Regions from separate parts of the Pan troglodytes genome. Here region 2 is linked to region 1. The links are chromatin contacts, called in public Hi-C maps. All regions are on one chromosome and are shown on one strand. Each heading gives the region's core, a stretch centred on a gene start, on an enhancer-like site or on the middle of the called end of the contact. The rest is flanking DNA. Distances are from core to core; before and after follow the strand shown.

Region 1 (5,380 bases), core at 1,882-4,381:
GCCTCATTTACCAGTTGGTCAGCTGCTTAGATATAGTTGATGCATTGATCTGCCCTGTGCCTGCTGAGCAGGGGCAAAGAGCCTTGGGAGAAATCACAGAGTCTGGCTTGAAAGGGACATGTGAGTCTCCCATGGGCAAGTGCACATGGAAGGTGACAGCCTTGAGTTGTCTTGTTTCCTATCACTGGGCAAGGAGAGCCCAGCATAAGAGGCTGTGGGGTGTACACAGAGGCAGAGGCTGAAGGGGCTGGAGGAGGTCAACCTGCAGCTTGATCTGCCACATTGGGGAAGCCATGTATGTGAGAGAGCCTCTTTGAAGAACTTACCTGGCAGCCTCAAAGAGCCTGTTTTAGGGTGCCAGCTATTAAGATGGTTAGTGTTGGCCAGTGAGGCCATGAGCATTCACAGAGAAAGAACCATAACATAGGAAGTTCAGTAAGGAAACAGTTACCCTCCCTCTCCATTGCCTCTCCCAGTCCCCAACTTTGATAAAGGAGGGGCAGGAGCTGTCATTGAACCTGATCATGATCCATCCCTCTCTACTCCAAGAGGAAAAAGTGAAGGGACAGGAGTAAAAGACAGATATGCCCTCTGCCCACTGCAGGTGCCCCCAGGTCATGATGGGGGTGGGTGGTTTGAATAGATATGATTGTAATTTTAGACTCGATTAGACCAGAATTTTTAACAGCTAAAAGTGAGAAGAAAGCTATGGGACCCCTCCATTTCTGCCTCCCTCATAGGGATGGGAGATTGGACAGAGCACAGTTGTAAGTTGTGATCAGTTAAACCCCCCCCACCGCCCCACATTTTAGGTTAGTTTCCCACAGCTCCATATATGTGATATGGGCCGACTATCTCTGGAAGGATAGAGAAGAAACGAGGAAATGCCTCTTGAAGAATGACTTGCAGACTGACCCCAGGCCAGGTATACTTCCTGCATATCTTTTGTGCTGGTTTTTGTTTGCTTGTTATCACATGCAAATATTACACAAAATAGGCAGAAGGCATGCCAAAGCAGTGAGAGGGAACAGGGAGGATGGAAGAATGGAGACAGGACCCTTATATCTCAGAAAAAATCAACCAAATTTATCTCTTTAAGGTAACAGGTTCACACTGAGGTGCAAAACTCATATCTATTATTTGCCCCAGAAGGAATGGGTGCCGGGGTGATGGAAGCTACTCTGCACACGGTTTGGTCCTGAGGGGCAGAGGAAGTGAGGATAAATGAGGATACTCACAGACAAGTTGCATGCTAGAATTGGCTTATCCGGGTGGCAGGAGACAGAAGAGACACTGGGATGCACACAGCCCTCCACCTGCCTGTCCTCTGCCTAAAGGAGTCTCTTAACCACGTCCTGGGTCATGAGAACATTCCAGAAAGTGGAACCTGACCCTGGCCTTCCCCACCAGACTGCCTGCAAAGGAAAAATCACTTCATTCAAGGATGAGTAGTCAGAAAGCGCCATCACGAGATCTGTGTACAGATAATAACAGAGAAAAGGGGTGTGGGACAGGGAGAGAAGAAACATCACCACGGTATTACAGATATATGTACAGGATTCTCCCTGTGACGCTGTTTGTAATAATGATAATAATAATAGTAACTTTAAAACTTCAGAATGGCCTAAATATCCATGAATAAGGAACTAATTATACAAATCATGGTACATCTATATAACTAGTTCTTTTGAAGCCTATTTTGTGTAATATTTGTATGTGATAACAAGCAAACAAAAACCAGCACAAAAGGTATGCCGGAAGTATACCTGACCTGGGGTCAGTCTGCAAGTCATTCCTCAAGAGGCTTTTCCTCATTTCTTCTGTATCCTTCCAGAGATAGTCTGCCCGTATCCACAAAATCATGAGTTCTGTCTGTACATGCTAATATGGAAAGATATTCAAGATATATAACTTTAAGTGATTTATTAAATAGGCAACATATAAACACAGTATAAAATCCTAATAATACAAAAGGGTATACAGTGCAAAGGAAGTTGCTCTTTTTTTTAAAACCACAAATACGTTTATTCCTCTAAAAACAGTATACCATCTTTCCAGTTTTCAAAACGTTATTATCAATTATCTGCAGATTACTCTCATTAATCTGATTTTTAAAAATCTCAGAGCAGAGCAATTCACCAGCACCATCATCAAGCGAGCTACAAATCTATCCTTTACCAAAGCAAGGAGACACTTAAGATCAAGTCAAGAGAAGAGCTTTCAGTGTTTACAGAAGGAGTACTCACATTCGTCACACACTTTAGGGCCCATATCCCCCTTTTAAACTGTCTAACTCCTAACCCGGTCTATTTTTACAGTCTGAAAACAAGGAGTCACCCAAGTGAGATATTCCTTCAGAGCACTGTTGAAAATGGATCAAACATGGAGATCCTCCAGATCCCTGTTCTCAAGTGTTAACAATATTTTATATTAGCACATAGAATATCCTTAGATATATTCTGTTATGTTCTAAAGAGTTTGTGTTTCTCCCTTTTTGATGATGTCTTCAATTTCTTCTGAGACCTTTCCTGTATAATCATTTGGTTCTATTGCTTTTAACTTCTCTTGATACTCCAGTGGCAAACCATTTTTATTTTTGCACCCATGCAAATTATCTTTTTATACTGTGAAGACGGAGGAGCACTTTCATAATTTGTCATCAGATATCTTTGACAGGTTATTTCTCTTCCTTCTTGAGTTGAAACTTTAACTTCTATTACAACATATGTTCCTTTTTTTTTTTTTTTTTTTTTTTGAGACGGAGTCTCGCTCTGTCGCCAGGCTGGAGTGCAGTGGCGCAATTTCGGCTCACTGCAAGCTCCGCCTTCCGGGTTCAAGCAATTCTCCTGCCTCAGCCTCCTGGGTGGCTGGGACTACAGGCGCCCGCCACCACGCCCAGCTGTTTTGTGTTTAGTAGAGACGGGGTTTCACCATGTTGGCCAGGACGGTCTCGATCTGCATGCGGGCCACACAGAAGCCCGCCGCCGAGGGGTTTCGGAGGTGGATACTCTCGTCAGCCGGTTGCTACCGTAGGCGAAGTACAGAAAAATGTCCTCATCCGGGCCCGGGACGTCCCTGCAGCCCAAGTTCGCCATGTCCCACTGCTGCCTGCACGGGAGCCTGGAGCAGAGCTGTGAGGAGCCGCCAGAGAGCGCAGCGCGGCGGCCCAGGACCCCGGCCCAGTGACTGCCTCGCCGCCGCCTCCAGGAAGTTGCACTTTTACCTCATCCCTCAACAGTTCAGATCCTCTCACCAGGGGCAACCCCTATTTTTGGATTCTTGTGCTAGGATATGTTATCAAATTTTTTTAAAAAGGTCAGACAACCGTATGATTCCATATGTGTAAAATTTAGAAGATTACATATATATTTGCAGGTGTGGGTATGTGTACAATATATATATGTTATACATATACACAATACAATATATAAAATCAATATATATTATTTTTTCTAAAACGGGACTGATGACTCAATTAATTAATTAATAATTTCCCCATCAGTCAGATGGGGAAGGGGCTTTTTATTTTCCATCTTTCTTCATTGAATATTTACCATATGCACTTTCACTTGTATGTTTAATCTTTTTATTTATTTAAAGTAGGTACTGGGATGTAGGGAGGTGGAGAAACCCGTTTGGACTAGACTTTAAAGAACTGTGGCAGAAGGGTATGAGATACAATAACAGCTTGAGGGAATAGCAGGATTGAGAAAAAGCATCTTTCATTTAAGGGAACCTCGACTATGTTTGTTTTATTTTTTTCCTTTTGCAGAGGAAGCAACTAGTTGAAGGGGGAAAATATGAGAGAGAGAGACAGAGAGAGAGAAAGACGATGCTTGATGGAGCAAAGTCACCAACAGCACTGGAGGAGGGGACAGAGGGCCAGGCAGTGGGGCTGACCTCAGAGAAGAGGGGTGCACCTTTGGAGGGTGCACCGGGAAGGGAGGGGACAAACAAGGAGGGTGCCGAGGCTGAGGATGGGCAAGCTAACTGGCCACAGTGGAAGCCCAAGGGGACGAGGGATTCCAGACTCTGGACACACGGCCGAAATAGCCAACTGTGGGCTCCTGGCTACAGAGGAGGTGAGTGGAGCCAGGAGAAGAAGATGAGAGAAGAGAATGGAGAGGCATTAAGTCAAGATGAAGAATAAAAACTGGTTCAGTGCCAGGGTTTAAAAAAACAATAATATTTTTAAAACGTTATGCCCCAGGAAATTCAGGCTCTGGGTGACAGGAAATTCAGTAGGCACTCGGTGGCTGCTGGGCTGCATGACTCAATTTGTGTAGCAATGTCGAATGCTGAAACAAAAAATAAAAGTTTTTTAAAAAATACTTTCAAGGTTTTGGGAAATATAATTTTGGTTAACATGACCCCACAATTAAATGAGGTCTATTTAATTAGGGAGGCAGTACTTCTGGAGGAAAACAAATTGCCTGGGCTGTCAATTTAGCAATGCAACAAAACATGAAATCAATAGTTTATTAATATCAGGTGTATGGGTATACACCTGCCTTATACAGAAGTAAGAGCTGTATTCACACACCTACTTGCAAAGAAATTAAACATGAGCTGAGATGCTCAAAGAAAATGAATCACTTAGGGATAGAGCATCTCTAATTCGAAAGGACAGTTTGTCCCACCCAGAAACAATCTCTGGGCTCATGTGTCGATGGAACTGTCACTTGGAATGACTTGTCAAAAGGGCTTCAGGTAAAACTAAAGCTGAAACTGAAAGGTAAAACTCTGAGCTAATAATAACTATTGACCCACATCACCAGAAAGTTTTGGAAATGAATCAAGAGGAAACAACAGCCACTTAGCCCTTCCTCACCCAAGAATCCTCTCTGCCATTCCTTTCCATCCAGCACTTTTTCCCTGTGTAATAACTTTTGGCTTTCATATTTCATTACTCCTCCACAGAATATGAGGTTCAATTACAGGACTCTCACACAGATAGATGAGAAGTGTACTTGTGACAAAATGTTCTCTAGTGGGCTTCTGGCTAATATATTTTTGGCACATCCCAATTATGAAAGAGGACATAATTGTTGGTAAAACCAAGGAAGGCATGTATGTGCTGAGTATTCTGTGTCTAAAATCAAAGTAGGCTGGGCACAGTGGCTCACGCCTGTAATCCCAGCACTTTGGGGGACCGAGGTGGGTGGATCATTTGAGGTCAGGAGTTCGAGATCAGCCTGGCCAACATGGTGAAACCCCATCTCTACCAAAAACACAAAACTTAGCTGGGTATGGTGGCATGTGCCTGTAATCCCAGCTACTTGGGAGGCTGAGGCAAGAGAATCGCTTGAATCCAGGAGGTGTAGGTTACAGTGAACTGAGATCACAGCACTGCACTCCAGCCTGGGCGATACAGTGAGAC
Region 2 (5,380 bases), core at 1,221-3,720, 190 kb before region 1:
CAACAGATAATGGAAATTACAATAAATCAAAATATATTTTATATCTTTGATAACTGATACATCAAAACTAGATAGTTAATTTGTGTTTGGGTCAGTGAAAAAAATGGCCAAAAGGGAAATGACCCAATAAAATATTATTGATCACCATAAAACTGTACTGAAGAGAAAAAAAACAGAAGAAACTAGCACTGGAAGCAAATTATTCTGAGCTATTCAACTTCTTACATGTTGAGGCTCATTTAAAAAATGGCATTTATATAGCACACTGAGGTAAATGGACAAAGTTCCTGGGTTTCGGCTGCCCCAGTTCATTCGGCCACCCTAGAGCCTGAGATCACTATGTCACCATACTAAATACAAGTTGTAGTGTTCAACCTTGGGTTCACACTGGAATCACTCAGGAAGTTAAAAACATACATTGAATCTGCCCACTCCCTCCCCACCCCAAATAATCTGTGTTTTATTTTGTTGGTCTGGCATACAGACTGGGCATTACGACTTTTCAAAACTCCCAAGCGACTCTAAGGCATAGCCAGGGTTAAGAATCACTGCATTGGAAAGTAGTCAAGGAAATTAAAAACTTAGGCTCATCTAGTTTCCCAGCTCGGAACACAAATATGAGGGTTTTGGTGGTTTTCTTTGTTGTTGTTATTGTCAATTCAGGGAAGTACAATGAGAAAAAAGCAAAATTGCAAAGTTCATAATATGAAAGTGAAAACTCTCCATCTCCTCCCAAAGCAACCACTATTGTTTCTTTTGATTTTTCGAGAAAAAGTTTATGTACATACCTGCATGTTTGTATTTCAAAAAATAATTTTTGTTTACATTAAAGAGAGGACACCATATATAGTATTCTACGCTTTGCCTTCAATATTCATTACATGATGGACCTGTCCTTTGAGTATACAGTACACAGCTACGAAGTAATTCACATGTCTGTACTGTTGTGCTGTGTTTTATTGAACCATTCCTCCGTGTTATCACTTCAGCTATTTTCACTACTTCACAGCAATAAACATTTTTTTTTTTTTGAGATGGAGTTTCGCTCGTGTTGTCCAGGCTGGAGTGCAACGGCGCGATCTCGGCTCACCGCAACCTCTGCCTCCTGGATTCAAAGCGATTCTCCTGCCTCAGCCTCCTGAGTACCTGCGATTACAGGCCTGGGCCACCACGCCCGGCTAATTTTGTATTTTTAGTAGACATGGGGTTTCTCCATGTTGGTCAGGCTGGTCTCAAACTCCCGACCTCAGGTGATTCGCCCGCCTCGGCCTCCCAAAGTACTGGGATTACAGGCGTGAACCACCGCGCCCGGCCTTAACATCCTTATACATGGGTTACCAGCATCGCGACGACCTTCTGCAAATATTTTTATAGGGTAAATAACTGAATGAAGTCGTTGGGCGCATCTAAAATTTGAATAAATGTAATGAGATCAACAAACAACTAAAAAGTAAACTGATGCTATCCACATTTGTCAAGCACACGAGTATGCCTGCCAGTTTGAAGGTGCTGGCGCGGCGCTGTTGGCCAGAGATCTCTATCAACCAGGGTCATCTGCCGGCAATGCCATAGAGGCGGTCCCGGGGGCGGGCATTCTTGGGTCACGTGGACGGCCTCGCCCCGCCCCCCCGTCGAGGCGCCGCGCATGTCTGGAGCTCTGGCTCGTGCAGTAGCGTCACGTGGAGGCGGAGCGAGGACTCGGGGACAGTAAGTTCTGTTCTCGCCGCGCAGGGGGCGGGCTGGCGGGACCAGCTGCTTCCGGCTGGGCTGCGGGCGTGGACTCCTCATTCCGGCTGTGGCCGCGCCGCTGCGGGGCCTGAGGCCCTCTTGGGTTTCGGTTCAGCGTTAGTTAACGGTTAACCCGCCAAGGCGGGCTTCCGCCCAGGCACAGGAGACCCACCGAGCTTGTTCACCTTGAAACTTGGGCCACACCTGAGACCTGCCACCTAAGGGGGGTACGCGGGTCGTTTTTAACAAGCTTTCATGGCATTTGTGCCATGAAAGCTCTAAAGTATAGAAGCTGCTCCAGGGCTTCCGCAGCCCCGGCCGTCCTGGAGATACTCGCCTCCTGGAGTCTGTGTCGAGAATTTGCAGCACCTGGACAGCCACGTGCAGTCTCAGAACTGCAGGCGGTCTTTACCGAAATGTTAAACACAACTTGAAGTTAGGCAGGATAACTGCCAGAGCTGGATGGACCTTAGAGGTGCCAGCTAACGCGCTGTGAGCGTTTTCTGCGGTTAGGCCTGCTCTAAACATTTGACATGTGTTAAAGCATTTATGTGCTTTACCCACACCCCTATGTGGCGGGCCCTTCTTAAAGTAAAAGAAACTGCAGCACAGCGAAGTTAAGCAACTTGCCCCAAATCACGCAGAACTGGGATGCAAACCCAGGTCTGGCTCACTCATGATCACAGTTCAACATCATACGGTGGTGCTGATTTCCAGAGCAGCTCTGTGACTTTATATAAAATTATTGGGCAAGCGTTCAATTGTAAACATTCGTGAACATAGCTGTTGCACATTAGCGTTCCTTTTTTTTTTTTTTAATTCAGGACCATCTTTGGTGACAAATATAAATATCAATACTATATATATCACCAATATACATATTTGCTTTGCTAAAAGGTTTCTGTGTCTTCAGGATAGTTTACTTGCAAGCCTCATGTTTTTATAAAAACGTGGGTGCTACCTGAATAAAACTAATGCCCACCCGTTGGCGGTTTTGTGAAGACTAATGAACTATTATATTCAAAGGGTCCGAGCAGTAGGCATTTACTGAAGGACAGCTAGTTTTATGTGTTATTATTCTGCCATTCAGAGAGATACAAAAACTACTCTCTAAGGCATTTCTCTTCCCTGCATGTAAAAGCAAGGGTGTCATACTTGAGATAAGCATTCTGATAATGTGTAGGCAAAGTTTCCACACTTGGTAAAAGCATCTTAGTCATGATTCAAGACGAGTGACAAGTAAGTACGTTTCACTTCATGTTTCTTTTATCTCCCGTGTCTTGTGGAAATTTGAGTTACACTAAATATTGTTTTTAATTCCACTTGAATTTATTTCCTTTGTTGGAAAGGAATCTAATAGTGACCGAGTATCCATTTAGCTAATTTGTAATTTTATATGGAGTTAGCACCTTTAGAAACCAATTTTAGGGACAGGCCAAAAATTTTTCTCGAAGAGAACATGAAACACAACGACTAAGTTTTTCAGGGGGATGTTTTCATCTAGCCCCCAAACTGTATGAGTTGTTTAATTTTCTGTTTCATTCAGTTAAGATTCTACTATCTTAAAGTAGACTTAAAATCGAAATATATTGGGAGTTTATGAATAGTTCATCAAAATAACGATAATTAAGGTGAACACGTGGGCTTTCCCTATTGTGTGAATGGATCATGATATTCACAATAGTAAGAATAATATGGGTGTTAAATGTAAAAAGTCATCAAATAGTATAAATAGTACCATTTAAGACACATAGAGGAAACTATTATTTGACATATAAAATTATACTTTTCTAAGCAAAATGCACAGCCATAATCATAGTGCTCTGAAACCTTTATCATTTAGCCCCAGTTTTCTCTGCTCCTTTTTTATCAGTCCCGTAAAAGTTCACCAGTTTGTCGGGTTGGAGGCAAACCTTGCAAAAACTGTAAGTTTGTAGTGACTCAAATTTGAGAAAGACCTGTATTTGGTTCTCATTTATTTGGGAGTTGGGAAAACATAATTAACTTTTGATATTATACTACATCTCTTGTATTTCGTTACTTTTTGATAGTAGTGCTTTTTTTTTTTTTTTTTTTTTGGCCTGGAGGAAAACAACTATTCATTTATTTCCTCCTTTGGTGCCAAGTTTTGAAATTAGCTGTACAAAATTCTCAAATAGTTAATTCATGACCTATGCACAGGCACATTCTCTGAGGATAGAAAGGGCAATTTTGTTCCGTTTTTCTTGGGTTTGGGGTCATTTGCTACATAAATATACATTAGGATACAACTTAAATCTTGAAAAGAATAATTTTAATTATAAGAAAAAAGTAAATATTTTTAGACATTTAAGAAATGTTTATTATCCCCTTGCTTTTCTTGATATATTTACCCTATAGTACATATATCCATGAATAATATACTGTTTGGTTTTGCCACTTTTGTGATAAAAACGGAAACATACTCTGAATTCCTTTTTAAATTTTTCACTTGCAATTAGGTTTTTTGAAATTAAGCCAACTTGATGTAGAGATACATTTTTCACTGCTGTACAGCATTCCATTGAATGAACATACACATTTTCCATTCTGTTGATGGGTTTTGTGTTGTTTTTGTTTTTTGCTGTTATAACTATTCTTGTGTATGTTTCCTGGTGTACCTGTGCGCATTTCTGTGGCATATACCCAAAGTGGGACTATTATTATGTTTCACTTTACTAGGTAATGCCAAATTGTGGTAGCACTAATTTATGTTATCACTAGCAGTTCCATATTTTCACTAATACTTGGTATAATTTTTTGTCAGCCTGGTGGATAGAAAATAGTATCACATTAATGGCCTTGCTTTGCATTTCCTTTGCGTTTTCCTGCTAATGAGATTGAGTGTCTTTACATATACTGGCCATTCAGATTTCTTTATTTGTGAAATGTTTGTTCATGTCTTGCCCATTTTTCTATGATTATTTGTTCTTTTTTTACTGGCCTATAGGAGTTCTTCACATATTCTGAATCTCAAGAGTTTGTCAGTTATATGTATTGCAAATTCCACATTTCTTTCTTTTCTTTTTCTTTAGCCTATTTCCCCTTCTTTCAGTTCATTCCTTTGTCTGTTCCCATTTTTCTTATTACCCCTCTGTTCTGTCACAAAATGTGATGAAGGCTGCATGCCCAACTCTGAAGGCAAATACTACCACCTGATCAATTTGTGTTCTTTGAGTACCTGCCAAAATCAAATAAAACCAGATGACCATTCAGAGATAGTATTCTTGCCTCCTATCAGCCATAGCTAACCCAGAAAATCATGGCCATGGTCCTCTTTGCCTTTGCTTTAAAATAATAAATTTTTGCTTTTTTATTGTGAAATAATTTTTAAAAACAGCATATGTATTACTTTTCTATCCCCCTCTTTAAAAAAAAATTAGAGCAGAATTAAAAATGCAAACTTCAGAGTACAAATTTGACATCCCTATAATTTTCTAAGTTTGATGTGTGTAATGCCTTCTTTTATACATTGAATTCAAAGCCCCTGTCTCTCCCCATCAACACACATGCACACATGCACAAACATGAACACACATATCTCTCTACCTACACCTCAATTTTGGAGCCCAGACTTACAATGATATCTGATATCTGTCTTCCACATGGCTCAGAACTATTTATCTTAAAATAG

Evidence for each region. A called contact is a pair of places that touch in the nucleus more often than the background predicts.
Region 2: a Hi-C map of a lymphoblastoid cell line shows a contact between it and region 1, with 2.5 times the contacts expected there. The contact joins the promoter of RFESD here to the enhancer-like site in region 1. A contact is called at or near these places in 5 of 7 Hi-C or Micro-C datasets (blood, induced pluripotent stem cells, a lymphoblastoid cell line and 1 more), 1 of 1 datasets of contacts at active chromatin or transcription factors (stem cell-derived excitatory neurons) and 1 of 1 other capture datasets (stem cell-derived neural stem cells).

Annotation. Positions count from the first base shown.
Region 1 is chr4:20,277,517-20,282,896 of NHGRI_mPanTro3-v2.0_pri, reverse strand. No RefSeq gene overlaps it. Among named protein-coding and RNA genes, the nearest start is that of GLRX, 12 kb to the left of the region's middle. Within about 2 kb of position 3,131, at least 4 of the 24 cell types and tissues checked have an H3K27ac peak or open chromatin away from gene starts, as enhancers often do. A contact at or near this core is called in induced pluripotent stem cells, a lymphoblastoid cell line and stem cell-derived neural stem cells, where this site is marked.
Region 2 is chr4:20,467,081-20,472,460 of NHGRI_mPanTro3-v2.0_pri, reverse strand. RFESD (Rieske Fe-S domain containing) reads left to right here and starts at 2,470. Exons shown (of 6, transcript NM_001280361.1): 1 at 2,470-2,967.